5 separate regions of the Mus musculus genome follow, and all the other regions are linked to region 4. Evidence: chromatin contacts called from public HiCAR-type and promoter capture Hi-C data. All regions are on one chromosome and are shown on one strand. The core of a region is the stretch at or near the end of the contact, and the rest is flanking DNA. Distances in the headings are between cores, read along the strand shown. Region 1 overlaps Miga1 (mitoguardin 1). Region 2 overlaps St6galnac5 (ST6 (alpha-N-acetyl-neuraminyl-2,3-beta-galactosyl-1,3)-N-acetylgalactosaminide alpha-2,6-sialyltransferase 5). Region 3 overlaps Pigk (phosphatidylinositol glycan anchor biosynthesis, class K). Region 4 holds the start of Msh4 (mutS homolog 4). Region 5 has its middle 37 kb from the start of Gm40181.

Region 1 (4,505 bases), core at 1,685-4,184, 1.6 Mb after region 4:
TTTGATGGAAAAGATTTTGAGATTCTTTTACATTGATGTATAGGAACAAATACCTTGTTTTAGGCCTTACAAACAAACCAGGAATGTTTTCATGTCAATGGCTTGCTATAATATGGGTATACTTTAGGGATTAGGCCCCCACATGATCCGTTGTTTGAACAGAATAAACAAGGATCTTAGACTTGGAATATCTATTCAGAAAAACTGATTTTCTTTTGTGGTTTTGTTATTTTTGTTTGTTTGTTTGTTTTAAGATGGACGCCTCACTGCATAGCATATACTGGCCTTAAAGTCAGTATCTGAGCTGGCTGATGGCTCAGTGGGTTAAAAGCACAGGCCAGTCTACCTGAGATCCCTAGAGCTCACATGGTGGAGGACGAAAACTGAACCCCACAAGTTGTCCTCTGACTTCCACTCACACTCTGTGGCATATGTGCCTGTATACATACATACATACATACATACATACATACATACATACATACATATATACACACATACATACAATAAATGAAAAAGCATGTCTTCTGTATGTTGGCATTACAGGAGCATACCAGCACACATAGCCCAAGTGTAATTTCTTTGTGTATAGAAAACATGGCAAAAGGTGTCAGGGGGAGAAAAATGAAGCTCTTGCTACAGTTGTGGTCATCTGTAGTCTGGTGTTTAACAGCCGTTGCAGGTTAAGCAGTGCAGCGTAGCCTAGCCCATGTGTATACGTGCTGTGGGAACACTGAAGAAAAGCTTGTGAGTGTTCTTTGGACACTTACAGGAGGCTTCATAGAAGGAATAACCTGAAAACACACAGTAGGCCTGCCAGGAAGATCACAGACAGAGCATCTCGAGCAGAGAGTGCCATGGAATCAAGCTACAGAAGACACATGCATAGCATAACAGTACACATAGCAGTAAACCTAGAAGGGAGGGCAGAGAAGTCACGCAAGAACTTTGTTTCTTTAAGCAAAAATGAGCCACAGAAAAGTATTTAGATGTCAAGTGAGATGCATGTGTTGTAGGAGATTAGGGAAGGGTGGCTGGTGCACATGATGTCAGTGTTCTTTCCTGGAGCTCCTTTCTATAGACCTGCTTGTGTCTCTTGGGGTTTTGTATTTTGCTTTGAGTCAATGAGAGTTCCTCTAAGGGGACTCTCTGGCAGACAGAGAACAAGAAAAACTGTGAAAAAGCACCTGCTATCCAGGGGAGAGACATTTCTCAGGTTTGGTAAGTAGCCAGATAGAACATCCAGAGACCCTGAGTAAGCTTGGCTGTGAGCAGAAGTCCCTCAGCCTCTCCTCTCAGCCAGCATCCCAGACTTGGTGCTGTGAGACTGGTCTCCTCTTCTGCAGAGTCACTGTCACAGGAGAGTAGCCTCGCTGGGGCTGTTTTTGGGGAGTGAGCTGAACTGCAGGCTTAAGTAATGCCCTCAGGTCTCTAAATAGACAGGGTACGAGTTACACAGCAGCTGAGAGATGTGCAAGGTGATTCCGCTCCAGTATGAACCCTCGCAATTTTCATTTCAGAGGGTATACTAACACCACAAGATGCAGCTGAGCTGGCCTCATTTCTGCAGCTCAAGACAGGTTCAGTGCTGGCCAATACAGTACAGTGCTGAGGGCTCCAGGGACAGAGGGACCTGATGTTTGCCTTTGCTGAGATTTATCTGTGGAGGACTTACTCAGCCATGTAAGGCCTTTGTGGTATTAGGGAAAGGCCTACAGTCAGCTCCCTCCAGGAAGAAGTTGACCTGATATTTGGACTAGTTTTCTGCCCTCATTTGTCCTTTAACCAGGGCCTTTGTAGCATATAGACCAGTTGTACCTACTAGGTTGTTATCGCTATAACTCTTTTTTTTTTTAAGATTTTATTTGTTTTATGTATATGATTACAGCGTATCTGTCTTCAGACACACCAGAAAAGGGCATCAGATCTCATTACAGAAGGTTGTGAGCCACAATGTGGTTGCTGGGAATTGAACTCAGGACCTCAGGAAGAAGAGTCAGTGCTCTTAACCGCCTTACCATCTCCCCAGCCCTGTGACGATAGCTCTTTAACTGCAAACTCATTCTTAGTTCTATCTTATTTCAGTCGTTTGATGACAGAAGAGGAGGTAAGGCTGCTGCCTAGGTGTGGATGCCCTGGCGTTCCTGTGCCTCTTGCTTTGTATTGGCAGCTGTATTCCCCAGTTAGGAGGCCCGGTTGTCTGTTTTGCCGTCACGATGGGTGAGTGTTTTGATAAACAGGCAAAAGCAGACACAACTGTTGAGCAGTCTGCTTTGTACTGTGCCACCGTGCCAAGATGCTTCTGCACATGTGTCATGGTCTCTGTAAGCAAAGCTGGAGCGGTCAGCACATCCAGAATTGATGAGCCTTTTGGGTCTCAGTGCTTCCTTACTTAGCTTAGCAGGACAGAAAATAGCCCATTGAACGGCTAGTTCAAAATTTAGTCTTTCCCTTGTGAGATTGTTTTTGATTTTTAAGTTTAATGTTGTTCTTTCTTTCAAACTATATATTTTAGTATCCTAAAACCTGGGGGGTGGGTGGCGGGGTACAGGGTTACAATATGGGTAGAGAATTGTCACACAAGAAGGGATGAGTGTCGTGACAGACTGGCCTGGCCTCACAGTGAGCTGTGGCAGCCAGGGCTACATAGTAAGATCCTCTCTCAAGACAAACAACAAACCCTGAAACACACACAAAACCTTCCAAAAAAAGAGCCACAGTGGTTCTCTAGACTGTTGATAAATTGAACAACTGAAGACTACAAAACACTTGTTGGCAGCTGGGACTTTCTTATCTTCAATAAAGACGCGGAAAGCACAAGGTTTCAGGTTGTAGTTAAGCTGTGAAAATGTGTGTAGATACTAGCCAGCAGCAGTCAGGTGACAGTGAGACAGTACACAGGCTCCCTTTTCAGACTGGTGTCACAGGGCCTACGTGGACAGCGTGGGGTTATAAAAGAGGAGAGGCATGCCTGGAATCTCCACTGGCGTCTGCAGAGACTAAAATAGACCCAGTGCCTTCTCAATAACAGAAATAGAATGTGCCTAGGAACAGCAGAACTGAGACACAGAAAACTCACTTGGCTTGATCTAAGGAAATAAAGCCAGGCCCAAGGGCCAGAGCCAAGGCTCAAAGGGCATCTAGGTTTCTTTCCCTTCCCCTCCTTAAAAAAAAAAAAAAAAAAAAAAAAAAAAAAAAAATCAGGTCCTTTTTTGGGAAAAATTTAAGTGAACAACAAGGCTGTGAAGGGCAGAGGCTTGAGTGCAGCCTTAGGCCACTGCATAACTGAGCTGGAAATTAACCCTTGACATGCTGATGCTCCTCCCAAGGAGAGCATTGCATTGTCAAGGACTCTGTAAGAATCTTGTAAACTTCCAGGTGTCGAAGAAAGGCAGACAGTTTTTAAGAAATGTTTAGATTTGCTTATTATTTTAAAAGATCAACTAACCCAACAAAAACTCCTCCATGAGGCCAGGGGGCAGCTGATAATTGTAGCACTTCCTTAGTGTGCAGTCATCGTTCCTGGGAAGCCTTTAGGACTGACTTCTACAGTTGTTTTCAATCATTAAACACTGTATGTTTCAGGTTCATAATTAATTTCTCATGGTTAACGTAGGTCTCAGTATTGGAAACATCAAAAATGTAGAAGGGCTCTGAGAACATGGTACTATCTCATTGTAGACAAAATGACCCAAAGGAGCTTAATGCTAGGCTCTTTAGCTGTGGCTCTCATGCCGTGGGAATTACCAGCCTATAACAACTATACGAAACATTAGTTTACATGAACCAACATTAAAGTGCTTTTAATGTCCTTGGTGCTCTCAGGACGCGTATACATTATTGGGGGACAAAAGAAAACATCCCCTGCGAAAGTTAGTCTTCCAGCCCACAGATTGGTCTGTGTTATATGCTTACGCTGGAAAAAAAAAAGTTTCCTTAATGGTATGCAAAACTGCTCACTTTGGATGTTTATATTAACATTTAATTCTTGTAATATTTAGAGGCGGATTTTATTCCTATGTTTGCATGAGCTCACTAGGAAACGGAGAAGATAAACCTTCTCCAAGGTTACACGGCTCGTAAGTAATGGGGTCCCGACTTTAATGCAAGCTCTCTGGCTTTGAGCTCACGATGTTAACCATCAACACTAACTACCTCACGGATCAGATGTATTTGGAGGGGATGAGGCCTGAGTGGGATCAATAAGAATGTGCTTTTTAAATGTTGACAGGAGCTTGAGAGCAGAGCAGATGTAGAAACCTGGAAGAATGCATATGGCCGTGTGGAAGGCAGTAATGGCATTGTGTTCTGTGCTCATGCGCGCTAAGCACTGCCCCTTACAAAGCTCCTTCATCCTAACCTCAGAGCTGACGCAGCCCTGCTCCTCGAGCTCCCTCCCTCTGCATCCTGAAGCAGCACCTTGAGGACTGCACAGCTCAGGCCTCCGCGGCTGGTGACTGCTAGAGCACTGTCAGCCAGACGGGAACCCATGGTGACAGGGTTTG
Region 2 (4,303 bases), core at 411-2,910, 1.0 Mb after region 4:
TCAGCCAGCCCCACCCTGCTGGAACTTTCACACCGAGCTTGCAGGTGACCCAGCTCTGTGGACAAGTCAGGCCTACGCACTTGGTTCTCTGTAGTCTATAAGTAGTAGAAGGTTCCAGAAATGTCTGTCCTGATTTCAATTGCAGCCTTTAGGGTGTGCATTCCCTTCTGCTGGAAACCAGCCTGGACACCCTGTTGACTCAGTCAGTGGTTGTTGAACGTTCTTTGATCCAAGCATGGTAGTATGTGACCAGAATCCCAACAACTAGAGAAGGTGAGGCAGGCTGATCACCAGTCCCCATGAGTTTGAGACCAGCCTAGGCAACCTAGCATGGTGTTTTGTCACCCAAATAGAAGGATGTGACAAATCCTCATAGCCACAGGAATTTAGGAGTGTCTGGTGTGTCATGTTATCTGTCCAAATTCTTACCTTATTATTCCATCTCTGTAAACAGAAAGGTCTTACACTCAAGTTACAGATATTCGCACATGCTGGCCAGTGTAACACTTCAGCACAAACATCTAGACAATATTCTGCATTAAAATACTGTTAGACCGAGTTCATAGCACTAAAATAATGCAAGACATTGAGCCAAGGATCTGAATTTTGCCGATGATGAACTAACAGTCCTGATAAGACTGGAGGGGGCTATGTCAACAATTAGACAGGTATGGTCTTCTTCGTAGTCCTGATTGCATTGAAGAAAAGTGTCTTTCAGAGGATTACCCTGTCTTCACATTTAAAATGACCTTAATATGGTTCTGAGAGGCCCTAGAGTGTGAGGAAGTTACAACATTTTGTTTGTTTGTTTGTTTGTTTGATCTTCCTTCCTGTTGCAGATGTGTAGTCTGGGGAAGGGTAGAGGTTTATGTCAGTTACTTCAGGTAGCATTCAAACTTCCCCAAGCTTGGTGAAAACCACAGGAGTCATAGGTTTGTAATTACAACTTCTAAGAGCTGACCAGATGCAGCAAGGCGGGCCTCAGACCCGCTATCACATCTCATCACCCCCCTACCCCTACCCCCAATGATGAGTGCCCATGCTGGCTGAGAGCAGGGACTTCAGGGGAGCTGTGGGTAGGGATTCCTCCAAGTGGCCTCTGAGTTTCCTGAGCTTTCTCCCAGCATGGCTGCCAGACACTGGAGCTAAGGAGCTCAGAACAGAGGTGTGGCAAAAGCTCCAAGGTCAGACATCACCATGTCCCACTGTCTGCTGTTGGCTGGGAGAGACACACTCTGATTACCTCACGTTGGGGCAAGGAAAACGAAGTACTGCCGCTTACAAGGACTATGTACTAAAACCAACAGTCCAAGCAGTCTCGTCTCCAAACTGCAGTCACACAGTTCCTCCATCACGGCTTAGTGACTCACATCCTGGAGAGTAAGCCCAGCATCCGAATCAGCTAGGTCTGGGGTATATTGTTCTTCTAGCTCCCACGTGAAGTTCTGTGAAAGCAGCATCAGCTTTCCCCCTCCTCCTCCCCCCCTCAACCCACCCCCACTGCACCCCCTCCCGCCCCACGAGCGGCTTCTGGAACCAGCAGTATTCTCAGGTTGGTAATGACTTCATTGTAGTTTAGCACCACTGTGTGCAGCTGGGATTCTGAAGGTGGCAGGTCTGTTTCCGGAGGCATCCCGAAGATGGGTGGTTGGCCGTATCCATTGTGCACGGAGCGGCATCGCTCACGCCTGCCTTTGTGCTGCACAACAGCGCCTGTTCATCAGTGTGATCCATTATACCCGGCTTTCTACTTCTGTCTCTCTGTGCAGATTCCATTCTCTTCTCTGATTGCTTTTGCTTCTTAGACCATTACTCTAGTTGATGGTGCCAGGTTATCATTGGACCCCATCTCGCTCTCCAATAAGCCTGTGATTGATACTAATCTTCCTCATGGGACACATTTTATGGGATGCACAGTAGAAGCCTCTTTCTAAATCTTAGCTTCTATATGCTGACAATTTACGGGGTTGTGCCTCTCACCCGTGTCAGAAGGCTTCAGGGAAACTTTAGGATCGTAATCAGACCTCCTAATAAGAATATCTATGCCTTTTATATACAGACAGTCACTCACTTCCTTCAGACCGAGCTACACCCCCATTGGTACTCTCTCCCTCCAGCTAATAAGACACACACCTAGCCCAGTGCTATCTGGGCTGTAGCCAGTTCCTAGAAACTCAGCGTGGATCATTTGTCTCTTCTGAGGAGAGTGGAATTTTAATTATACTAATGAAAGCTTTCATTTGCCACCACGTCCATAAAAACAGAAAATTAAGGTAGCTACAGACACCTCACTGAAGCAGACACCTTGCTGACACCCTGCCTCTCCCTGGAAGATGAGCTGCTGAGACGTTTACAGGCACACAACATAACCCTCAGATTAACACATGCCTTGGAGTTAAAACTTTCCAAACAATATTTTAGGAAAAGTTTTGATTTCTCAGGAGAAATTGTGCCTTAAGATAGAAAGCAAGTGCCGTGCACTTTTCGCTTGGGGCACTGTTAGGGTCTCTGTCTTTTAAGTGGCAGCATCCAGAAAATAGACTTCTAGGAGTCTAAACCTTTACACAGTCTAGTGATGGGCACCAGCTGGTTTACTCAGAGCTAAGGAAGTTCTTCTCTTGCTTCAGTCCAGCCGTGCTGCAGACCAGCAACACTCCACAAAACTGGCTGTGCTTTATATTGTGATTTTAAAATTCCAATCCAATTGTATATATTATGGAAAATAAATGCACAAAAACTATGGTTGTTTTTTTTTCAGTGCCAGGGGTGGTGGCACACACTTGTAATCCCAGTCTGAGTGGAGGGAGACAGCGCATCCCAGCAGCTTGATGGTCAGCCATTCTAACCTCAGTGACTTGCAGGCCAGGGAGAGACCCTGCCTCAAAAAACACAAGGTGAATGATATCTAAAGAAGCAATTCTGAGGTTGTTCTCTGGCTTTTACCCACACATATGTACACAAGTGTACCTATACACATATACATGCACACATCCGTGCACTCTTGAGCGAGCACACACACCTTTAATGACTGGACCTCACAGGTATCCTGTGATCTGCATCTGAAAGTGGGTCCTCCTCAGGGCTGGCTTTTAGGAGGTGGGAAACTGCCTGTTTTTCCTCATCTGATATGGGGATTTCAGAAATGTCTTTGCCATTCGAGGCCCAGAAACTACAGAGAACACATGGGCAGGGGACCCGCCTGTTCACACAGGCTAAGGTACGACCTATGCAGAAGGAGTGCCATCCACACAGCTGGAGCATGCCAAGACCTGACCATCCCCAGAGCACCAGAACCCCCTCCCCAGCCTGTCTGGGTATACTTGGAGACTCCTCCTATCTCCAAAGCCCATCTGCTGTGAACCACCTTTCAGCATGTTCTCAGCAACGGTCAGATTGCCTCCATGGTCCTTCAGCTTTCTGTATCCTTCACCGGTCCCTGCCCTGTAGCTTCCATTTACTCTAATCATAAACATGGCAGTACTGGAAGGATGCCGATGCAGATGTCGATGCCGATGCCGATGTCGATGCCGATGCCGATGCCGATGCCGATGCCGATGCCGATGCCGAAGTCTTTACCATCGTTCTGTGTCCTAGGATGATGCTAAAATCCCCGATTCCCCACCACAACCACTTAGGCTTGAGGATTCTCACACTCGAACCCAGTTTACTAGGTAAGAATCAGGTTGTCTTGGGTACCTGAGTCTTTCCAGACTGGGCCATGGAATATCAAGTTCGACCTGGAAGTGCCAGAAAACTGGGGCACATCTGTAGCCAGTGTGGATCAAGGGGTACTCAGAAGACAAGGCGGAGGTGATAACGAGGGGAAAGTTCAGTTCAGAGAGCTGGCTGACAGGAAGATGGGCTGGGCGGCAGCTGCCTCACTGGTCAAAGCTTCCCAGTCCCACCGCAGTGCCCTCTCCCCCATGCAGGCAGCCTGTGGGTTCTAGTTAGGAGCCCCTGCCTACAGAGGCAGGGGCTTAACCTCTCTCAGCAGTGAGGAACCATAAATACGGGACTGTCCGTGGGAGGCTCAGACTTGTCTAGAACCGGTTCCAGGAAAGACTGTTGTTCCCTAGATTTTCTGTTAGGAGGTGACATCTCACAATGAGGTGGGATCTGGCTGGCCACTTGCACATTAAGCTCAATCTTAGCTTTGGCCATGATTATGGGATGTTGGGTGTATTTCTTGACTCCCATTTCTTAGCTTTGGCCCTGATTATGGGATGTTGGGTGTATTCCTTGACTCCCATTTCTTAGCTTTGGCCCTGATTATGGGATGTTGGGTGTATTCCTTGACTCCCAT
Region 3 (3,963 bases), core at 615-3,114, 1.1 Mb after region 4:
CGTTCTGACATGTGAGGATGCCTAATGATTCCAATGAGCTCTGAGGAGCTAAAAAAACATTGCAGGCCCACAGGCTGCTCAACAAACTATTTGAGGTGACTTGCTTGTGGCCCAGCAGGGCAGAACGTGTCTGGCCTGTCACAGTCATAGCACAGAATCCAAGCTTGGTGCTTACAACACTGCCTGTTCTCAGCTGAGCCCCACACACAAGGATGACAGAGTCGTCATGGCTAGAAATGAGCAAACTACCCACATGACAGTTACAATTACCCTTCACAACCGTTGCTGGGGAAGGTGGACAAGAGCAGGCATGATGGCCTCCCCTCCTTAGCTTCTCCTAAGCACAGCAGTGGTCATGACTAATTTTCAGCTTTCTCATCATAAACCCAATACAGTGGTTCAAAATTAAGTTTTCTGGCATTTTCTAATCCGTAAGAGATAATTTAGACTACCCCACATTGTACGTAAGAGTTCAGGCATTACACTGCATGGTCTTTTCAATACTGAGCTTCATATGGGAGTGTTCACATAAGGGTAGAGTGCAGTAGGAAGAGTGTACCCACAACATCTACAGACAGAACACGAGGACTCTGAAAAGCCTAACAAAAGCATTCCCCTCTGAGATTAAAAGTGTGTTTCTTTCAAAAGAATCAAACAGAAACCAACCTGGTGTATTATCTGAGCCACCGGGAGCTGCTCAGCATACTTGAGAGGTCCCATGCGCTCCTCGGCCGTGCCGTCTTCTTTAGAACTAGAAAGCAATCAGAACACACACTCAGGCCAGTGCCACAGGTAAGCATTATTAGCCTAAGAGCACAACTCTGAGATGTGCTTATCACATACCTAAAGGAACTTTTGGAAATAATATTTATTGACAATTTTGGAAAAACTACCCAGCGCAATGGCCAGGACCTAAACGACTGCCAGGAAAGTATTCAGACTACGTGCAATGGTGTGACGAGATCAGCGACGTCACCTACGGTCCTGGTTCCCACGTTCACTCGGGACTTAACATTTAGGAACACGTCCTGGAGGAGCAGGGCCTCTGGGGAAGCAGAGACCTGGGCGTTGCCAGAAGTGGCGGTGCACAGAGAAGGTTGAGAAGTCAGCCCTCGTAGACACAGGGCTCCTAAGTGTAAGTCATTTAGATCCTGGCCATTGCAATCTAACATGATATGCAGAATTCACACAACGACTACTACTACAGGTGCAGAAAGGTAGATTTCTTTTCCCTTTCAGCTTGTTCCTTTTTTTTTTTTCAGTGTTTATTAGAACTTTTAGTGAGCATATAAAGTATGGGGCTTCACTGTGACGCCTTCCCACCCACATCACCATTTTTGCTGCCCCCTTACTACCCTCAGGCATACCCGCTCCTTGCTGCCCCCTTACTACCCTCACGCACACCTGCTCCTTGCTGCCCCCTTACTACCCTCACCTTGCTGCCCCCTTACTACCCTCACCTTGCTGCCCCCTTACTACCCTCACGCACACCCGCTCCTTGTTGGCCCCTTTCTCCTATGCAGTCCTCGACTTCACTTTCAGTTTAGATATTCCATCACTCTCTCTTGTCATTCTCTGATCCCTGGAAATCAGAAATTAAAAAACACAAACCAACAAGTAGTCTGATAAAATGTATTTTTTAAAGTACTGACCATCTCAAAAATAAACTCTAGATATTAGTAAGATCTGACTGCATGCAGTAAAATGTTTTTACCCTTTTTCCTGTGAATTCCACAATGTGTCAACATTAGATTTCAAAACTTCAACTTCATCTTTTCCTGAAAATCATATGAAATAAGCTTAACTAAGACTCAAAACCTGCAGTGTGAGGATTATGAGGCCTCTCCCAAAAGGAGGCTGATATGCAAATCAGTGCCATTCTCTGCCCCAGATTAAAGAACACCCAGAGTTCTTGGTGGTGTGAGCATCTCTCTCACAGGAGCAACATAAAAGATAGTTAATTCAGTCTAGAAGAATGCCACAGATTCTAGCCACGATAGGTGGAGAGTGGGTGGGTCACTGCTATGAGTTGGGTTGGGAGGAGATATGGGGGAAGGGGTGGGAGGGGCCTACTGGCTCCTGGGTAGTTTCTGGAAACTCTCAAACTGTCAGAGGAAAAAAGCAGGCAAACACTCCAGCTACAGACAGGCAAGGACTTCCTGAATGGATTCCTGCTGCAGAATAAATAGGCCAGTGGGAGAGAAATGAAACCTCATGAAATTCAAAAACAAAAACAACAAAACCCTTCCGTTCAGCAAAAGAAAGAGTTGGGTGAAGAAAGAGCCTAGGAGACAGGAGATAATCTAACAGCGAATTAATATCCATGATATACAAAAGCTCAAGACGGCAGATGTCAGGAAGAACACAGAAGACAACTCAAGCAAAACTCAGCTAAGCACTGAACAGAGAGAAGCCCAAGTGACCAGCAACTATCATGAAGCACTCGGTGCCCTTAGTCATCACAGAGGCACCAGTTAAAACCACAATGAGATTCCATCTACATCAGGAAGAATGGCTAACAGCAAGACACGGATATTGGAATGGTGTTGGTGGGCATATAACCTTCTGCAGCTACAAGGAAAACCAACGTGGTGATTTCTAAGAAAGCAAATGCTACAGTTGCCATATGACCCACCCATCCCACTCCTGGGCACCCACCCGAAGAACTCTGCATCCTACCAAAGAGACCTGCACATCTGTGGTCACGGCCGCTCTAGTCACAGTAGCTAGGAAATACAGTCAGCCTAGACACTATTAACTCAAGTAACAACAAAAATGAGGTACACACACAATGGAATTCAAGTCATCCAATAACTTGAAACTATGAGATTTTCAAGAAATGGAAGAAACTGAAAAATATTCTATTACCTTAACTCTCTCATGTGTGTTCAGCTCTTTTATATATACACATCTATATCACAGGAGAAATATGATCTTTAAGTTGGGGGTGGGGAGACAGCAGAACCCGTGTGACATAGAAGGGACACGATGGTCTCACTCAGCGAGAGCAGATGGCAGACAGAATGTACAGTCTAGGATGTCAACCGAAAGAAATGATACATGGAAAGCTGACATTTTGGTAAGCTAATCAAAAAACAATTTTTAAAAATATTTTGAATGGGATATTCACCCTGTGGGGATGAATAAAGGTGTTTCCAGAGGTTACAGCCTATTAAACAAGAATCCCAGGACCAGGGCAAGGCACTTCTCAGGAGGTGACCATGGGTGCTCCCAAGAACCCCAAAACAACCCAGGCCACTGCCCTTAGTTTCCTACCATAACTAGTTGGTCAGACTGTGCTGCTCAAGATCACACAGGATTGACCCCAGACACAGAGAAAGCAAGCTGCAGCTGGGCTGGAACCTCCCCCCTGCTGGCTAGGCTGAAGCTGCCAGGGGGCGCCATGCAGCTCGCCCTCCGGGTACCAACACTGACGGCCAGGCAGCTTGAGAGCACTGGTACGGCGGGAAGCCTGCCCACCTCGGGGCTGGACTTGCCACAGGAAGGACCTCGCTTCGGACGCTCTCCGCTGGTCAAAAGCCTGTAGCTGGGAAGAGGGGCTGCAGGATGCAAGTCGCGCCTATCAAACGGCCTTCTCCAGAGCTCACATGCCCGCAGAGCTGCTCAGACAAGCTTCTTCCTCCAGTGGGCAGCAGTGACTGCAGACTCATAACTACTCAAAGTCGAGAGAATAAACTAAACGACAGTTTGAATACCTCGCCCGCTATACCTAGGACATATAGAACAGCCCCTCAAAGCTCGGGGGCACTGTGGAAGATGGAGCAGAGAGAACGGAAGAGTCAGCGGAAGTGAGATAGCTGTGGAAAGCTGACTTCCGGATACGACAGGACTTTGGCAATCGCAGACCCACAGCAGCCTTGACATCTGCACTGGACTGCAAGGCTGGGTCTGTCAGGACCCTTCCAGGGAAGAGCAAGGGATCCGTGGAGCCCCACCCTCTCC
Region 4 (4,556 bases), core at 8-2,507:
GCCTCCCCGTGTCCTATTGTCGTGTAACAATCAATGATGGAAAGTGATTTCTGTTAATAAAACTGATGAGTGAAACTCATAATTTAAATAAAGGTCAAAATCAGTGGCTGTTGTGTATATAGCTTTTTATTTAGAACTGAACCATTTTGTAAGTGTGAACACCTTATTTATAGTTGGGGCAGAGGGTACAGTACATTTTTCAGGGAACTCTAGTCTGCTGTTGGCTTGGATTTCTCAGGCATGCAGTTGAGTTAGCCAGGATCCTGAAAGTCATCCCCAAAGAATTGGTCCACTCCATAATGGCTTTAGGTGTTGTTTCGTGATGGGGGCCCTGTGAGGTGTTAATGTCTCAAGGGTTTGAATGTGGTTACTCTGGGTGGGTTGCAGGTTGGGTGAATAGTAATGGTATAAATGTAATTTTGACTCTAGTCTATAGCCGCTCCTGGGTCAGTTACTAGAGAGGTAACTTACTATTAAGGACCTCTACCCCTTAATATTTAAGGAAGGAAACGTCTCCCCTCTTTGAGAGTCCTACATTGCACTGGAACTCCACATCTTTAATAGGTATCTCCAAGTGTGTTTTATGTCTCCTGATTGTTGCTTAAGCATTGCTGTCACCTTGAGGCTACACATAACTAATATCGTCTACATGTCCTTAGTGTTCTATTTCTGTAAAGACATGCTGTGACCAGCAAAGCGACTCTTGAAATTTAGGGCTTGCTTAAAGAGTTTCAAAGGTTTAGTCAATTAGGAGGGCAGGCCTGCAGACATGTTCCTTGAAGACCACACCTACTTAAAACAAGCTGCTTCCCTCAAGTTTTCTACAGGGGCTTTTCCTGCTCAAACTACACTCACTACACACTAGTGTTTGCAGGTACTAGTGTGAATGCCCTATTTGCTGGAGAACATTTATCCTCAGTTCTGTCACCTAGAAGATGTTTTATGTGTTGATTGTTGAAGAGCTTCCCAAGGGTTTCGAGCAAGACTGTAGTTTGTTTTTACCCTATGTGCAAAACTGCAGTACTCGAAATAGGACGGTTGAGAAGTGCTGTTTTTAATTGTTAATGTGGTCTCACCCGTGTTGTGCTCTGTCCCGTACTATGCTATGTGTACAACTGAGCGAAGACTTTCATTCTTAGACATTGGGCACATGCTGTGTACTGGGGGTGTAACTGGGGCGTATTAAATATGCAATACCCTGGCTCAGTCCTCAGAAAGCCCCCCTCCTTCAAAATGAACTGTTGACAACCTAGGTGGTTAGTGGGCTATAAATTGTTGAGCCTGGTACCTAAGGAGTGAAGAGGCTTACAGCTTCCAGAATCACGTGATGAGAATAAACCGGCACAACCCTGGACGCAAAGGTGAGAAACTCGCTGCTCACCCCTGAACTGCGCCTGCGCTGTGTGCATCATGTGCTGCTTGTTCCTGCGCCTGCGCGATTACAGCACTGCGCATGCGCTTAGCCTCCCGCCTTGTCAGCGGTGCGGCCTCCAGCCTTGGAGTGCTCGAAGCCACGCGCGCAGAACCTTGGGAGTCAGAAAGGCCGGAGAGATGCTGAGGCAGGAGGCTGCATCGCTTTCCAGTTCCCCACGCTGGACGCCGTCGCGGAGGGATGCCCCATGCGGGAGGACCCTGGCCTCCGCGTCCAGGCCGAGTACGGAAGGCGCCATGGCCGACAGGAGCAGCAGCAGCAGCAGCAGTCCGGCGCCGGCGTCCGCGCCAGGCAAGGCCCCGGCTCACCTGGTCACCTCCCCGGGCGGGCGCTGCCCTCGGCGCCCTGCTGGAGAAAGCAGTCTGGCCAGGATTCCACAGTCACTCATGCTGGGAGTGGTTTGTGTCTTTAATCCCAACACTGGCGACTACGCTTCAAGGCCAGCCTGGGCAACACAATTTCAAACCAATCAAAACACAGGGGAGAAAGTCTTGACTCTTCACAACGGTCTCATTAAGACGTGAGAGGAAGGGTAACCCATCTAGTATTCCCATGTAAAGCCTTAACTTCATGTTTCGTTTTAAAAGGCAGGTTTTCTATGGCTCAGGCTGTCCTGAAGCTCTTCTGTCCTGAAGTTCAGGAAAGCCTGGCTGGAGACTCCTAGCAATCCTCTTGCCTTAGCCTCTTGAGTACTGAATTATACCACCATGGCTGGCCTTTAACTTTTTTTCCTAAAAAAAAAAAAAAAGTTTCCCTTTTTCCCCTCTATGAGTATATGAGTGTGCAAGGGGTGGATGTAGAGGTCAAAGGACGACTTTTCGGAGAAAACTCCACCTCCACCAAGAGGGCTCTGGGAATCCAACTAAGGTCTGAGTCAGGCTTGGTGGGTAATGCCTCTCTAGTCGTTGAGTCATCGTGATGGTCCCCTACTTCTTCAAATATATAGTGAATATATGGGAGATTGTGTGTAATAGTTTCTAATAGTGGAGAGCTGAGCTTTGGCCGACGGGTTTTACTCTTTAGGTTCTAGAATGGAATGATAACAGGTTAAAGTGAACATCTTATCAAGGCCTTGTTAAAAATAAGGCCTTCTGGGATCAAATAGATGGCTCGCCCGTTAAGGGAAGTAGCTACTCTTTCAGAGGCTTAGTGTTCCAACTGCCAGCTCCCACATGGAGACTGACCACTGTCTGTAACTCTGCTGCCAGAGCATCTGCTGCCCTCTTCTGGTCTCCGGTGCACAGACATGCATACTGGCAAAACACCCGTACACTTAGGTGAAAAAGTCCTTCAGGGTGAGTTCAGTTCATTACAAGAACAGGGTTGGTTGAGTGGGTTTTATGAGGGAAGAGTTGGCTGGATGTTGTGAGGGAAGAAATAGTTAAATCGTGAAGTCTTCTCTGTTAAATATTAGGTAAAAAGCACTTGAGGGAAAAAAGCTTACCATGAGGATGGCCTGTCTGACAGTTCTGAAGTGGGAACCTGGCACAGGGACCTGAGCCTCGTACAAGACAGACCCACTTATGTAGACATGGGTGGTATATGATCTTGAGTATTTAATGAATGTGTGCTGTTTTCTACCAGATGAAGATCAGGAGTCTCCCCTAATTGCTCTCTGCCTTATCCTTTACAGGCAATCTCTGTGGTAGGAAGGCCCTGTGCCCTGATTGTTAGATGGGTAACAAGCTTGGATCTGGACTCTGTTGCATGACTGTACAGCAGGCGCTCTTAACCGCTGAGCCGCATCTCCAACATCTTAACTTTTAAGTTTTTCTTAGAGATAAGGTCTCTGTATGTAACGCTTGCTGTCCTGGAACTGGCGATGTGGACCAGGCTGGCCTCGAACTCACAGTGCTTGTTTTGCTATTGTTGTTGTTTTGTTGCTTCTTTTGTTATTTCAAGGCAGAGTTTATTCTGTATTCCGGAAGTCAGAGGTCCACCTGCCTCTGCCTCCTCGGTGCTGGGATTAAAGGCGTGAGGAACTGAGGGTTGAGAAAAATGTAAAAGATTATTTCCTGGCATATGTCATTCAAATTCCAATATATAGAAATTATTTTGAAAAACTATAGCTGTTTTCATTGATTTATACACTACCTAGGCTGAACCCCTATTTCACTGCCAGAGTTGAGCCCTTGACAGTGACTGTGTGGCCCACAAAGCCTAGACATTTGCCCTCTGCTGCAACTGGAATGTTCTCAACTTGTGTAGTGTGTTAGATGAGTGAAGGCTGTAAATGAAAGCCTGAAAGTCATCAGGAAATGAATGTCAGCGGGTGACCAAGCCCACACAATCAGTCAACAGGTTCTCCAGTGCGAGAGTGAGGATTAAAAAGGAAAAAAAAAAAAAAAAAGACACAACATTGTAGCATGACCCTAGTCAATTCTGAGACTGAAGATTCAATTCACTTTTTTTTTCTTGAGACAGGGTTTCTCTGTATAGCCCTGGCTGTCCCGGAACTCACTCTGTAGACCAGGCTGGCCTCGAACTCAGAAATCGGCCTGCCTCTGCCTCCCAAGTGCTGGGATTAAAGGCGTGCTGCCCGGCTCAATCCACTTTTTATACCATTTTAACTACATTCAAGTATTTTGGGTGAGCAGTACAATAAGGAACTAGCAAGGCAGCAAGCGAAGTCCTGTGATCACTCTCCCTACAGTTGTTTAAAAGGGATTGTTAGAGCCGGGCATGGTGGCACACACCTTTAATCCCAGCACTTGGGAGGCAGAGGCAGGCCGATTTCTGAGTTGGAGGCCAGCCTGGTCTACAGAGTGAGTTCCGGGACAGCCAGGGCTACACAGAGAAACCCTGTCTCGAGAAAAAAAAAAAAAAAAAGGAATTGTCAGAGTCAGAGTGACCAAAATACTTGAGCCCACTTCCTTGTCCAAGCCCCAAATCTTGCCTGAAGCCTAGTTCTTCTCTTCCACCCTAAGATTAAAATTCCTGCCTTACCCTACTTCCCTATTACAGCCTAAAGTTATATTCTTGCTGAAACTTACTTCCTTATCATGCCCTAATGTCAGATTCCTGCCTGAGCTTACTTCCTCGTCATGGCCAATGTCAGATTCCTGCCTGAAGCCCATTTCCTTGTCCTTGGCCAATGTCAGACTCCTGCCAAGTGGCACCCCAA
Region 5 (4,196 bases), core at 880-3,379, 1.1 Mb after region 4:
GGTATCTTTTGAGTATATACCAAGGAGTGGTATTGCTGGGTCTTCTGGTAGAAGTAGTTCCAATTTTCTGAAAAACTGCCAGAAAATTTCCCAGAGTGATTATACCAGTTTGCAACCCCAGCAGTAATGGAGGAGTGTTCCTCTTTCTCTGTATCCTCACCAGCATGTGCTGTTACTTGCCTTTGTGATCTTGGCCATTCTGATTGGTGTAAGGTGGAATCTCAGGGTCATTTTGATTGATGACTAAGGATGTTGAGCGTTTCTTTAGGTGCTTCTCAGCCACTCAAGATTTGTAGAGAATTCTCTTGTTTAGTTCTTATCTTAGTTAGGGTTTTACTGCTGTGAACAGATACCATGACCAATGCATCTCTTATAAAGACAACATTTAATCAGGGCTGGCTTACAGGATCAAAGGTTCAATCCAGTATCATCAAGGTGGGAGTATGGCAGCATCCAGGCAGCTAGGATGAGGGTCTTAAAGCCTATGCCCACAGTGACACACCTACTTCAACAAGGCCTCACCACTCCCTGGGCTGAGCATATACAAAACATCACAGTTCTTGATGGGTTATTTGGAATTTTTAGTCTAAATTCTTGAGTTCTTTATATATTTTGGATATTAGCCCTCTCTTGGATAAAGAATTGGTGAAGATCTTTTCCCAATCTGTAGACTGCCATTTTGTCCTTTGCCTTAAAGAAGATTTTTCAGCTTCATGAGGTCTCATTTACTAATTCTTGACCTTAGTTTCTAAGCCATTGGTGTTCTGTTCAGGAAATAATTTTCTCTTGGGCCAATGTGTTCAAGGCTGTTTCTCACTTTCTCTTCTATTAGATTCAGTGTATCTGGTTTTACGTTGAGGTCTTTGATCCATTTGGACTTGAGTTTTGTGTGGGGTGAGTTGGGATATGGAACCTGAAGGGACCACCTCCAGTAGCCAGACAGGACCACCAGTGGAGGAATGGGTACACCAAACCACCTACATAATTTCTGACCTAAAATTGGTTCTATCTAACAGAAATGCAGGGACAAAGATGGAGCAGAGACTGAAGGAATGGCTGATTAGTGACTGGCCCATTTTGAGACCCATCCTATGGGCAGAGACCAATCCCTCACACTATTAATGATGCTATATACTATGTTGTGTTTGCAGACAGGAGCCTAGCATAGCAGCCCTCTGTGAGGCTCTACTCAGCAACCGAGACAGATGTAGATAATGACAAACATTGGATGGAGGTCAGGGACCACTGTGAAAAAGGCAAGGACTGAAGGCCCTTAAGGAGATGGCAACCCCACAGGAAGACCAACAGTGTCACCCAACCTGGACCCCTGGGAGCACCCAGAGACTAAGCCACCAAACAAAGAGCATATATGGGCAGTTCTGAGTCTCCCTATACTCTGGCCTCAAAGGGAGTGGATGCGGCTAGTCGTGCAGAGACGGGATGAACAAGGATGGAGGGATATTGAGGGAGGGCTGCCCTCTCAGGGGCAAAGGGGAGGGAGGAGAGAGGGGGACTGGGATGGGGAGGACAACATCTGGGATGTAATAAACCCATTCTCAGAACTGGATCTTTTATTCACTAGTCTCTGATGTCTAATGAGATATCATTTCTCTGTTATAACTCCATCTTACTTACACAGATACACCCCCCCCCACACACACATTTAATTTTTTTTTTAAAAGAAAGATACCTAGACATAGGCATTTGACTGCCAATGATGAAGAGGCAACTGGAAAATACAGATGGGAATGTACATACAGGGGACTGTAAGCAGCTTTTGATTTGGGAAAAATGTGCAGAACATCTGGAGCACGCTGCTGTGGAAAAGCACTCAGACAAGACTTAAAGGAAGCCAAGCAGCTGAGCAGGAGTGCCTGGAACTGACAGCAGCGTGAAGGGAGAGGAGACACTGTGAAAAAGTGTAGTTAGTAAGAAGAGGTGGTAAGGAGATCGCATTCATGAACACACACACACACACACACACACACACACACACACACACACACACAAACAGGGAGAGGAGGAAAAAAGCCAGATGAACTAGCACGATGAAGCATTTAGCAGAGAGCATATTGCTCTGAGAACTTTAGTAGTGAAGGTCTGAACACACTGTGAGGGAAAGGAGCTCCCAGATGGGATGCGTGTGACCAGCTCTCAGGGTGTAGGCCTCAGCCTCTGAGTCTAGGTGAGTGGAAGGGCAGAACCTGCCAAGTGGCAGGGGGTAGATGTCAGATGGAATTGGTCCAGAGCCTGGTTCATTTCCAGATCACTAAGCTTCCGTTGGCACAGTAACTAAAAGTGAAAGTGCTTGTGTGGAGTCCGTATCGTGTGGCTCTTAAATGGGACTTGTTCTTGTTTCTTCCCTGGTAGCAGTTCTCTCAGGAACCACTCTAGAACCATGTTACTCTTTAGGAAAGAATCCTACCTTCTCACCCCACCCCCCAATCCGGGGAGCACCTCCAGGCACAGCACATGATGATGGTCTCAGTTACTATTGCTTAGCAACTGCTCCAACTCGACACTGTTTCTCTAACTGCAATATGCTCATGGTTCTGGGCAATCAGGAGATGGTGCCATGGGTTGGCTGGGGTCTGGACTGGAGCAACGCTTCTCCACAGGGCTCAGTTCCTCAGGGATGGTGGCTGGGCCTAGAGGCCCGAGAGACAGCAGGGCATATGTATGGGTCACCTTCAATGGCCTCACTCCAGAATGGGCAGTACTGTTCTACTGAGTAGAAGAAGTGTCTATCCAGCCCAGATCCGAGGAGTGAGAGACTGTATTACAGACTCTACCTCCTGATGTGAGAAGCATCATTGAATTTGCAGTATTGCCCATAGTAAACACTACATAGATGTCTGTTTCCAGCAATTACAACATTTTGGAAAAGCAAAGGAAGTCAGAGTGGTGTGCAGTCCTGGAACGTCTACACAGAACTCAGAAATAGTGCTGCAAACTTGATCAACCTTAAAGAATGCTGCTCGCAGCTGTGCTACAGCAAATACTGCAGTCTTGTTCAATCTCTCCATAGGAGATAAAACAGCATTCGTGTTTACTGCATTCATGTCACTACCCACAACAGCCAAGGTAAGGAGCCAGTGAGATGTCTATCAGCCAGTGAGTGGACAAAGGCAATGCACTGTATGATCTGAGCCAAACTGCACCATCTAGAGGGAAATGAATGGAATTGGAGACCTCGGTGTTAAGTGAAATAAGCCACTCAGAAAGTCAAATGCTACACACTCTCTCCTGGGCAGACTATATACTTAAATACATCTAAAGAGAAATATAGGAGTGATGTGAAGGTAGGTGTATGGGGAGGAGACGAGGCCTGGGGCAGGCAAAGACCAAGAGTGGCATGTTCTCTCACCTGCAGCAGTGAGCCAAGGTCACACAACTTTTCATACAGCTCCTCCATTTTGGTTGAACTGTGACGATTCCAGAATCCAAGGTGATCTGGCCAAGGTAATTAGGTCTCTAGAACCAGAGACCTATTTCTCTCAACGTCTTCTCTGCTCACTTGCTCCAGTAATGGCCAACCCGGAAAGACCTTGACCTAACGTTCTGTGACTGTGTGAGTACTCACTGCTTACCCTAGCTAAGGCCACCTAGGGCCAAACCAGCAAACCTTTCCATACAGTTCCCCTCCCTCTTCCTCTCAAGTATTTAAGAGGAGACTTTTACTCTGTCATGCTGATCTGAGCTCTCCTTGGAGCCTCTGTATGCTGTTGCCTGTCTATCTGTGACATTAATCTCTTTTCTAATACATAAATGCATATAACATAAAATGATAATTATAAATACATACATACATACATACATACATACATACATACATATCATAACATATGCTATATGTGTCTCGGTGTCACCCTTGAATCTAAAACCTGAAACCTTCTCATGTGCATATGTGTGACACCGAAGTGAGATTATTTGGGGTGAGGCAGTGAGGGCTGAGGGAGCAAAACCCAGTGATAGGTGCACACACACAGTTAAACAAAGCCAAGTGTTTCACAGCACATGTCCAAGACAGTAAAGATTTCTGCACATAAGGAAGGGGTACGGGAGCCCCGCAACCCCTGAGGTGCTGACCAGCAGCCGTGCAGAGGTGTGCTGGCCAGCAGTTGGCGTGCGGGCCCGGGCTCCCCTGAGGTGTGCTGGCCAGCAGCTATGCAGGCCACAGACAGCAGTTAAGGCCC

Evidence for each region. Promoter capture Hi-C pulls out the DNA fragments that hold promoters and counts their contacts. HiCAR-type assays count read pairs that join an accessible place to other places.
Region 1: a HiCAR-type map of astrocytes shows a contact between it and region 4, with 3 times the contacts expected there. The contact joins the enhancer-like site here to the promoter of Msh4 in region 4. A contact is called at or near these places in 8 of 39 promoter capture datasets (the C10 cell line, the HPC-7 cell line, HPC-7-derived erythroid cells and 5 more), 1 of 115 datasets of contacts at active chromatin or transcription factors (astrocytes) and 1 of 9 other capture datasets (embryonic tail).
Region 2: a promoter capture Hi-C map of hippocampal neurons shows a contact between it and region 4, with 2.3 times the contacts expected there. The contact joins the enhancer-like site here to the promoter of Msh4 in region 4. A contact is called at or near these places in 6 of 39 promoter capture datasets (the 3T3-L1 cell line, the HPC-7 cell line, frontonasal cranial neural crest and 3 more) and 1 of 9 other capture datasets (adipose tissue).
Region 3: a promoter capture Hi-C map of hippocampal neurons shows a contact between it and region 4, with 10 times the contacts expected there. The contact joins the enhancer-like site here to the promoter of Msh4 in region 4. A contact is called at or near these places in 18 of 39 promoter capture datasets (the 3T3-L1 cell line, 3T3-L1-derived adipocytes, the C10 cell line and 12 more), 3 of 484 Hi-C or Micro-C datasets (cerebellar granule neurons, cortical neurons and stem cell-derived motor neurons), 9 of 115 datasets of contacts at active chromatin or transcription factors (the 230-238 cell line, T-cell acute lymphoblastic leukemia, astrocytes and 5 more) and 2 of 9 other capture datasets (embryonic stem cells and liver).
Region 5: a contact with region 4 is called in a promoter capture Hi-C map of liver. The contact joins the enhancer-like site here to the promoter of Msh4 in region 4. A contact is called at or near these places in 12 of 39 promoter capture datasets (the 3T3-L1 cell line, the HPC-7 cell line, cranial neural crest and 9 more), 1 of 15 datasets of contacts at CTCF or cohesin (large pre-B cells), 1 of 484 Hi-C or Micro-C datasets (the G1E-ER4 cell line), 2 of 115 datasets of contacts at active chromatin or transcription factors (forebrain and pancreatic cancer cells) and 2 of 9 other capture datasets (embryonic stem cells and macrophages).

The regions. Positions count from the first base shown.
Region 1 is chr3:152,303,055-152,307,559 of GRCm38.p6, reverse strand. The region is part of intron 7 of Miga1 (mitoguardin 1); the gene reads left to right. Among named protein-coding and RNA genes, the nearest start is that of Miga1, 35 kb to the left of the region's middle. RefSeq lists an enhancer at 1,710-4,437. Within about 2 kb of position 2,934, at least 67 of the 459 cell types and tissues checked have an H3K27ac peak or open chromatin away from gene starts, as enhancers often do. A contact at or near this core is called in astrocytes, where this site is marked.
Region 2 is chr3:152,863,593-152,867,895 of GRCm38.p6, reverse strand. The region is part of intron 2 of St6galnac5 (ST6 (alpha-N-acetyl-neuraminyl-2,3-beta-galactosyl-1,3)-N-acetylgalactosaminide alpha-2,6-sialyltransferase 5); the gene reads left to right. Among named protein-coding and RNA genes, the nearest start is that of Gm46830, 34 kb to the left of the region's middle. Within about 2 kb of position 1,660, at least 25 of the 459 cell types and tissues checked have an H3K27ac peak or open chromatin away from gene starts, as enhancers often do. A contact at or near this core is called in hippocampal neurons, where this site is marked.
Region 3 is chr3:152,763,227-152,767,189 of GRCm38.p6, reverse strand. Pigk (phosphatidylinositol glycan anchor biosynthesis, class K) reads right to left here. Exons shown (of 11, transcript NM_025662.5): 10 at 667-751. Among named protein-coding and RNA genes, the nearest start is that of Gm40181, 9.1 kb to the right of the region's middle. Within about 2 kb of position 1,864, at least 34 of the 459 cell types and tissues checked have an H3K27ac peak or open chromatin away from gene starts, as enhancers often do.
Region 4 is chr3:153,902,839-153,907,394 of GRCm38.p6, reverse strand. It overlaps Msh4 (mutS homolog 4), which reads left to right and starts at 1,257. Exons shown (of 20, transcript NM_031870.3): 1 at 1,257-1,723. The coding sequence starts at 1,411. Rabggtb (Rab geranylgeranyl transferase, b subunit) reads left to right here. Exons shown (of 8, transcript NM_011231.2): 8 at 1-106.
Region 5 is chr3:152,790,879-152,795,074 of GRCm38.p6, reverse strand. It overlaps a transcript of Pigk not described here. Among named protein-coding and RNA genes, the nearest start is that of Gm40181, 37 kb to the right of the region's middle. Within about 2 kb of position 2,129, at least 20 of the 459 cell types and tissues checked have an H3K27ac peak or open chromatin away from gene starts, as enhancers often do. A contact at or near this core is called in hippocampal neurons and liver, where this site is marked.